2 separate regions of the Gossypium hirsutum genome follow, and region 1 is linked to region 2. The links are chromatin contacts, called in public Hi-C maps. All regions are on one chromosome and are shown on one strand. The core of a region is the stretch at or near the end of the contact, and the rest is flanking DNA. Distances in the headings are between cores, read along the strand shown.

The links. A called contact is a pair of places that touch in the nucleus more often than the background predicts.
Region 1: a contact with region 2 is called in a Hi-C map of leaf, with 2.1 times the contacts expected there. The contact joins the promoter of LOC121203169 here to the enhancer-like site in region 2. A contact is called at or near these places in 5 of 34 Hi-C or Micro-C datasets (callus, leaf and petal).

The regions. Positions count from the first base shown.
Region 1 is chrD13:5,721,361-5,725,682 of Gossypium_hirsutum_v2.1, forward strand. LOC121203169 reads right to left here and starts at 3,012. Exons shown (of 3, transcript XM_041110105.1): 1 at 2,639-3,012; 2 at 317-1,944; 3 at 1-215. The coding sequence starts at 2,819. The coding sequence ends at 138.
Region 2 is chrD13:5,506,270-5,510,386 of Gossypium_hirsutum_v2.1, forward strand. No RefSeq gene overlaps it. Among protein-coding and RNA genes, the nearest start is that of LOC121225481, 28 kb to the right of the region's middle. Within about 2 kb of position 1,827, at least 2 of the 9 cell types and tissues checked have an H3K27ac peak or open chromatin away from gene starts, as enhancers often do. A contact at or near this core is called in leaf, where this site is marked.

The DNA.
Region 1 (4,322 bases), core at 1,762-4,261, 220 kb after region 2:
AAAAAGGAAATTAGATTAGATTGGTAAGAATCAGAGTTGATGAAGCACTACCCTGTGTCAACAACCTTCCCAAGAACAGTGGTTCATTGCACAGCAGTGCAAATTGTAACAACTAACTACACAAGCTCTTTCCATCATCATGGAGAAGTCATGACTTGGTTTCGGATTCGGCTTGAACGCCTAACTGGGGTCACTATCCCTTCTTCTCTTCCTCTCTTCAATTCAAAACAAACAAACACAAGCACAGTGTTAGTAAACAAGTTCTCTGTCTGGTTTGTCAATGACAAGTATATATAATGAGTATGTTGTTACTTACATGCTTTCTGGGTATCTTATCGTACGTGGTAACACTACCATAGGACGACGAACCCGTGGAGTAATCGGATAAAGCCGTAGATTCTCTCCTGTAAGTAGTCTTCCTCCTTTCTTGGCTCTGATTATTTTCATTTAAACCTGCTGCCACTGAAGGCTTTCCTCTCTTTGTGTAGACTAAAGCTGAAGCTGCTAATAGACACAACACAAGCAAAGCAAAACCCGTCGTATTCTTCACGAGAAACCGGTCCTCTGGTCCATTGATTGTGGAATCATCTACTGAAATTTGAGAGCTGTAAGTGGAATCTTCCTCAGGGAACATTGTTTCAGCAATGTTGCTCGATTCATCACCCTCAGGGCCCCAAGTTTTGGATATATCATGTTTAATTTCAGTAGCTTTACGGTCCACATTGCACCCTGCATCTAATTGATCATCAAGTTCAATCATCTCAGCTTTGATCTCTTGCTCCGTTGCATCAGTTTCAGCTTCTGGAACCAGATCCGAGCTTTTAAAATCTTCTTCTTCATCATCTTCACCTGCATCGGTTTCTTCTTCCATCTCTTCTTCATCCTCATCTACTGCCTCATTGGCTTCAACCTCTCCCTGATCATTTATTATTACACTGTGATCAAACATGAGACAGTGGTGGTGCCCCTCATCAACCATATGATCCTCATCCTCTAGCAAATGACTCAAGTTAGCATATTCAAAGAGACTGAATTTGTCCCCTTCTCTCGAACTGGAAAGATTTTCAGTGAAAACCTCAAATTTAGCTTTTGCAAAAGCGGTGATTTGAGGTGGCACATGGAATTTTAATAGGCTTAATTCTTCCAATCCACTAGAAGTAAAAGCTGGAGAATTAGCTGCTAGAACTGAAAAGTAAGCAAAGGCCAAAACCATAAGCAAAACAATGAACTTTGATTTAGTGCAAAAACGTTGCTTGGACCTTCTTTTGGCCTCAAAACTCTCTTCAACCGTGGCAGCAGCATCCTCAGATTCTCTCTGGGAACCTTCGGACTCTGTTTCTCCGGTGTCGTAATAGCTTTCCGTTGCTAAGCACTCCTTGAGTTGCTTGCCATCTTGTTCCTGATAAAGCTCGATTCGAGGATTTGGCCTGTAATGAAGAAACTGAGGCCTTGGAGAAAGGTAATTGGTTTGGGGGTCATGAGGAAGCATCAATGGATCTGCATCAAGTGGTGCTAAAATTGAAACTTTAGGACTAATCTCAAAGCTGGGAATCACTTGAACCGAATTGGCATTGCCTTCCAAAGGCTCCTTACATTCATTATCTTCCATGATCATGCTTTTAACATCAGAAAATGAAACCTTCTTCGGCTTCAAAGCAATCTCCGATGTTGATTCATTATGTTGCATGATTAGACTTTTGACATCAGAGAATGAAACAGAAGATCGAGCCAGCTCGTTTCTCTCTACCAAGATTTTCTTTCTAGGTGACGCATTGATCTTCGAAGCAGCCGAGATTGTCGGTGCCATGAAATTCTTTTTACCCTTTGAAACAGCTGGTGATCTGAGTCTTGTTGGTTTTGGATTTTGGTCTATATAATTCTCCTTGTTGGGATCACGCAAAGAAGCTACACTTTCTCTGTCAGTTGAATGCCTTCGAGAAAAATCTAGAAAAGGAAAATGATAAAAAGTACAAATACAAATATCAGAACCATAATTCTTACTGTTTGGTTGCTAGGAAAATCTCTCACCATTGCAAATAAATAAAAGCAACATTCAGTACTTGCAAGTTTGCAACTTTTATCAACTTGGTCTGTAGACCTTTTTTAGTCTGTCTTTGAATTTGAATTTTTACAAACAATTTAATTTTTTAACACCTTTAAAGTCATGTTATCACCCGATTTTTTTAAAAATATATAATTTTTAAAGATTATTTTATTTATCTTAAAACCTTCAGATCATGACATAATATAATCTTAAAATGTGATATTATCACCTCTTAACGAGGTTAAAAAAATTAAATTAATTTATGAAATTCAAGTTAGGAAATTAAATCCCACTAACCAATAATGATTTAAACTTACAATGATAAACCTGGAAAATTGAAATTTCTAAAACAATTCAAACTCAAGTGTGAATGTTCATTTTCTACCCAAACAAGCAGATCATTATTTTCTAACAAAACTAACATAAGACGAAACAAAAACACGAACCCAAATTTCCTTTTCGATATTCCCTTTAGAACCCAGATTAATGTCTCAAATTTTCTTTACATTTGTTTCATACCCTTAATTCCTTTTGCCAGAAACAGATAATTAAAACTCTAAAAAGAACGAATAGAAGAGTGAAAGAAAATGGAACCTGAAGGGCTATTAGCCGGAGTGTTGAGGTTAAATGCTTTGGGATTTGTGATAACAGCCGGCATTGTAAAAGGGCTTCCATTGAAACTTCTCCTTGTGGGATCGCAGAGTTCGGATTTTCTCATATTAGCGTTCGTTCTACATGGAATCGACGATGAAGAAGTTCTGGAAAGTGATGTCATTATTGAAAATTTTTGTTTGCTTTGTTTCGTTTATTGTTAGTTTGATTGAATGTGATGCGGGTTTAGGGTTTTAGAATGGAAAACAACAAAATCTTGGATGGTAATGGTAAAAGATTGTGATTGGGGAAATGTGAAAGAAAATTTGATGAGCGGATGGATGGGTAATGTAAAAATGGAACACAACGGCTAGTTTGTTTCAAAAGCAGAGATTCTGATTCTGGGATTTTGAGTTTTGACCGTTGGAATTTGAAAAGGTCTTGGAACGAAAGTGAACCGTTCGATTCATTGTTTCTGCTGCCGTTTGATACCGCTGGTTCTACATCGTCATTGTCTTTACGGTAAATTCCAGTCACTCAACTATAAAAAATTTTTATTTTAAGTATTTAAAATAAAAAAATTTACAATTTAAACAATCTCATTTTTTTCTGATTGAGTCTTAGCTCAATTGGCATCAGTATTGTTGCCAATACAAAAGCACATGGGTTCAAGTGCACTGAAACACATTATCCTCTTATTTAAGAATTATGGAGAATTATAGATAATTCTAAACATTATATTAAAAAATAAATATTAAGAATCATGATGTTACACTCACGTGAAATGAAGTAAATAAAAAAATCACTTTTTTTGTCACTTTCCTTTAAGATAACCTGTCACTAACCTTTTTTGAACGCACTAACTTTTTTTATTTGAGTTAATATTTATCTATTTAAATTAAATGTTGACTGCTAATTTTTACTATATTTCTATATTATTATTTTCCCATTTCAAGGTATTCCATAAATGCAATTGTACCATTACCACATAATTTTCAATTTTTGAGATTTTATATTGATATTTTTTAAAATAAAAAGTCATTTAAACTTTTCTTTTTCATATTTTTCTTTCTTGAGTTCTTTAAAATTCTCCATATTTAGTTCTTGTTTTAGCCGATTAAGTCTTAGCTCGATTGGCATGAGTATTATTGTCAATACAGGAGGATGTGGATTCGAGTGCGTTAAAGTGTATTATCCTCTTATTAATAGGTTGGGGAGGGGTTATGAGTAGTTCTAGACATTATGTCAAAAAGAGTAGATATTATCATAACTTATAATGAGATTATTCAAAAAAAAAAGTTCATGTTTGTGTTTAGTTTTCTTTTCCTAGGTTTTTTAATCTACTGATGGTGACACTGATAAGCTAAGAAAACAAGAACCACTTATGAATCAGGCATCGGTCATAGGCTCTCCCATTTATTTATTTTTTTTCTTTTTCAACGATTTCTTTTCATTTTCACCTATTTTGTTTTTAAAAGTTACCACCGTTGTTGCTTCATACACGGCGACACCTATTAAAAAATTATTTTTTGGTTGATTTCAACTGACATGATTTTTTAAAAAAATTGACCAATGTTGTCTAACACACATACGACACCCATTAAAAAATACTCTCATTTTTTATAAGTATTTCAAAAAATATATACAGGTATCGCCTGACACAATGATGGCATCAAAATTTTTTTTT
Region 2 (4,117 bases), core at 577-3,076:
AGGTATTTATAAGCTTTGATAAGTAGAGTTTGAATTGATTTTATGTATAATTTTAATATTATATATTTTATCTTGGTTTATTTATATTTATAGTTGATTAATTTAAAATCATTTACGTCCACTCACTTGTAAATTTGCAGGATAACACAATTAAGTCCCACAGACATGGGAAACACCAAAACAGTTCAATTCAAACGACCAATTCCCTATCCTAACAGCTGGGAGTGTCCCATGTAAGTACATATTAATTATGATTGAAAATTAGGGTTTTCTTTTTTCTTTTTTCTTTTGGAGTCGGTCTTCTAAAGAGTTTATAAATACAAATATAAGTGAAATTGAAATATATTTGAATAAGGTGAGACTTGAACTTGGATCATTAAAATCTTAAAGTCTCATCATTGATCGCAATAAATTAAAATTATACAAAAAGATAATTAGATGAATAATATCATAAAAATAATTAAATACATAAAACATTAAATAATTAACTGAGCTTAAATCACAAACTAAAATCTATTTAGACAACTCAATTAAAATAAATCTGAAACTTGAATACAAGACCTCAAAATTTTCAAGAGCCTCATTAATGTAGATTGAAATTAGGGTATCATGTGTCACATAAGTTATGTTTGCTGCTGTCCATATGTTCTAAGCATACTCAAATTTTATATGTTTCTCTATATATGTTTGGAAAGTAATACGCGTCTATTTTCGAATATGTATCAAATAAAAATATTAAATACCAACAATTTAAAAGATTGCATGAAATAGTTACATCAGTACATGTTACTTTTATTCACATCAAGATAATCATTTTAAAAATCGACTGTTTATTATGCATCACCTGTAATAATTAAATAATAAAAATATTTAACCCAATTGTTGTTGTAATAGGTAGTCGATTTTTTTAAAAATAAAATTAAAGTAAAATAATTTATCAGAATGCCATGGTAATTGGTAATGATAAGGTTTAATTTATGTCCCATTTTACACATAGAAGATAAAAATATATATTCCAAATCAATTAATCAAGTATGCATATTTGAATGATTTTTAATTCAGTTGATATTATTATTATTGAAATAATTTAAAATTATATATATGTTTAAAAGTATTTAAATTTGTAATGATTTTTAATTCAGTTGATATTATTATTATTGAAATAATTTAAAATTATATATATGTTTAAAAGTATTTAAATTTGTAATTATTGGTAATGCAATGTGGACAATCCTATATTGGTTGAGGAAAGGCTTTTAAGAGGGTTTAAATATAGTCTTGCCTCTTATTTTTATTGAGCAATTGGGGGTTAAAGGCTAAACACATGTGTGCTGTTGCTTGAATATTGAAGTATTGTCTTTACTTTGGTTTCAAGGCTTATATTTTTTGGTTTGGGTATATTTAATATAATCTTAATATAGATATCCTTCGGATCCTTCAAATTGAAGCAATGACATTACCAATCAATTGAAATACCCCAACACTCCACCTTTGTCATATATACCATACATTACACTAGATAGATATCATATTCATGGAATACGATTCACTTTCAAGATACATTGGTGGTAAAATGGTAGACACGTAAGACTTAAAATCTTGTGAATCCCTTCAAAGCATAAACATTAAAGTTAATATCTTTACTTTAATAATTGAAGAAACCTATGAGTAATTTTAAATAATAATAATAATATAATTTTTTTGACATGATATTCTTTTAATTAGGAAAGCAACTGGAAACTTGGACATTGTATAAGAGAGAACAAAAAAAACCCAAGTAGGCATAGAACATTTCTCCAGGTGAAAGGTGTGGGGTGGGCAAACTTTTGAAGGCTTGAACCATCTTAAAATATGGTGTTGGACCACCCCCACAGGCCCAGCAGCCTGGTTCTTGTAGTACCATAGTCCATTTGTCCTTTGATAAATGTTGAAATTATAATTTGATTTTTCTTTGGTTTAAGGGCATAAAAAGTTTTCAAATTTTTTCAAAAAAAGTAATTAAGTCCATATCTTTTTCACTCAATTGGATACTTGAACTTTCACAATATATCAAAAAGACTCTCAAAATTTTTCAAAAAAAAAAGCAATTAAGCCCCTGCTTTTTTTTTTCCACTCAATTGGATACTTAAACTATCAAAATGCATAAAAAAAGCCCTCAAACTTTTTCAAAAAAGCAATGAAGGCCCTGTTTTTTTTTTTTTGCACTCAATTGTCAAAAAATACATAAAAAAGATCCTTTAATTGTTAACTTTAATGGTTGACTTTTAAAACAAACCGTTCCTAATTTTTTTTCAGTTAAAGTCACACATGTCACAACTACAACGTGACATGTCGCAAAAAAAATGATAAAAATAAAAATCAATAAAAGTTATAAAAGTTATTAAATTTTAATAAAAATATAAGAAATATTTATCTATTATTATTTTAATAAAAGTATAACAAATATTTATTTTTTATTAAAAAATAGAAAAAGATTACAAAAATTGTAAAATTTTATAAAATTCTAAAAAAAATTATAAAATATAGAAAAATATATAAAATTTTATAAAGTCGTAAGAAAATGATTAAAAAATGTAAAGAATTATAAAATTCGTAAAAGAATTATAAAAATTATCATATCAAAAGAAATATTTTTATCTTTTTCGCAATATGTTACGTTGTATTGTGACATGTGATGTCTTTAACTGAAAAAAATAGGGATCATTAACTTTAACAGTTAACGATTAAAGTTAATGGTTAAAGGGTTTTCTGATGCATTTTATAATTTTTTTATAAGATTTTATATTTTTTATGATTTATATATATTTCTAATTTTTAATAATTTTTTATATTTTTATTAAAGTTTAATCACTTTTATTAATTTTTATTTTTCATAATTTTTTTGTCACATGTGACACAGTGGTTGTGATACGAGGTGGTTTTAACTGAAAAAATTAGGGGCAGTTAAATTTAACGGTCAATGGCCTTTTTGATGCATTTTGACAATTGAGTGCAAAAAGAAAATATATGGGCTTAATTGCTCTCTTTTTTTTTGAAAACTTTTGAGGGTCTTTTTAATGTATTTCGACAGTTCAAGTACTCAATTGAGTGTAAAAAAAAAGGTTAATTTTTTTTTTTTAAGTTTGAGTTCCTTTTTAATGCATTTTGAAATATCAAGTACCCAATTGAGTGCAAAAAAAAAGGAGTTTAATTGTTTTTTTTTAATTTTGAGGGATTTTTACACCCTAAAACATTTTTCTTTTCATTATTGTTAACGTTATATTTTAGTTCAAATCACTAATGATTTGTGTGTTTTTTTTTAAATATTTATTTTTTAATATTTTACTATTAACTCTAAATTCTGTTTGTGGAGTCTAAAAACTCCAAATATTTTCTCGTATCATTAAATATTTTTGTTAGTCAACTGATATGAAACTTGAAATTGTGTTTATTGAAATAATTATTTTTCATTAAAAAAATTCAATCCAATCTTGTGATTTGAATTTCATTTTTTCTAATTCCACCTCGGTTGAAGAATGAAATTTTTTAACGATGTTAGTGATATGGAAATAAGACATAACATTTATGATAGAAGAAAGAGCATATTATAGTGAATATATTTTTAATTATTTCTTAACTTTATTAAAATAAAATAAAATATTACAACTAACAACTTATAGATAATGAATATCACACATTTTGAGGCTCGAAGATTTTAATAATATCATCTTGAAGAGTGACACCGTCAACCTATAAAATTTGATTCATTTTCCTCTCCACAGTATCATAGTCATAAACTAAAATAAAAATAATTAAATCTTTAAAAAAACTTAACTTTTTAAAATTTGAAAATAGATGATCTTTGTTTAAAGAAACACATTTTTTTTAAGTGAATTATAATAATAGGGTAAAACCTAAATAATAAACTCGAATCCAAGTCACACCTAGGACGATAAACACCCTTAACTATCAGGTCATCATATGGGGTTCAAGAAACGCTCCTATTGATAGTGAAGAAATGAAATAAAGAAATTAAAGAAATTTAAGTTTAATATTTATTAAATATAATTTAATAAATGTTAAACTTTAATCTTTTAACTTATTAAACGTTTATAATATAATATATATATAGCTTGAG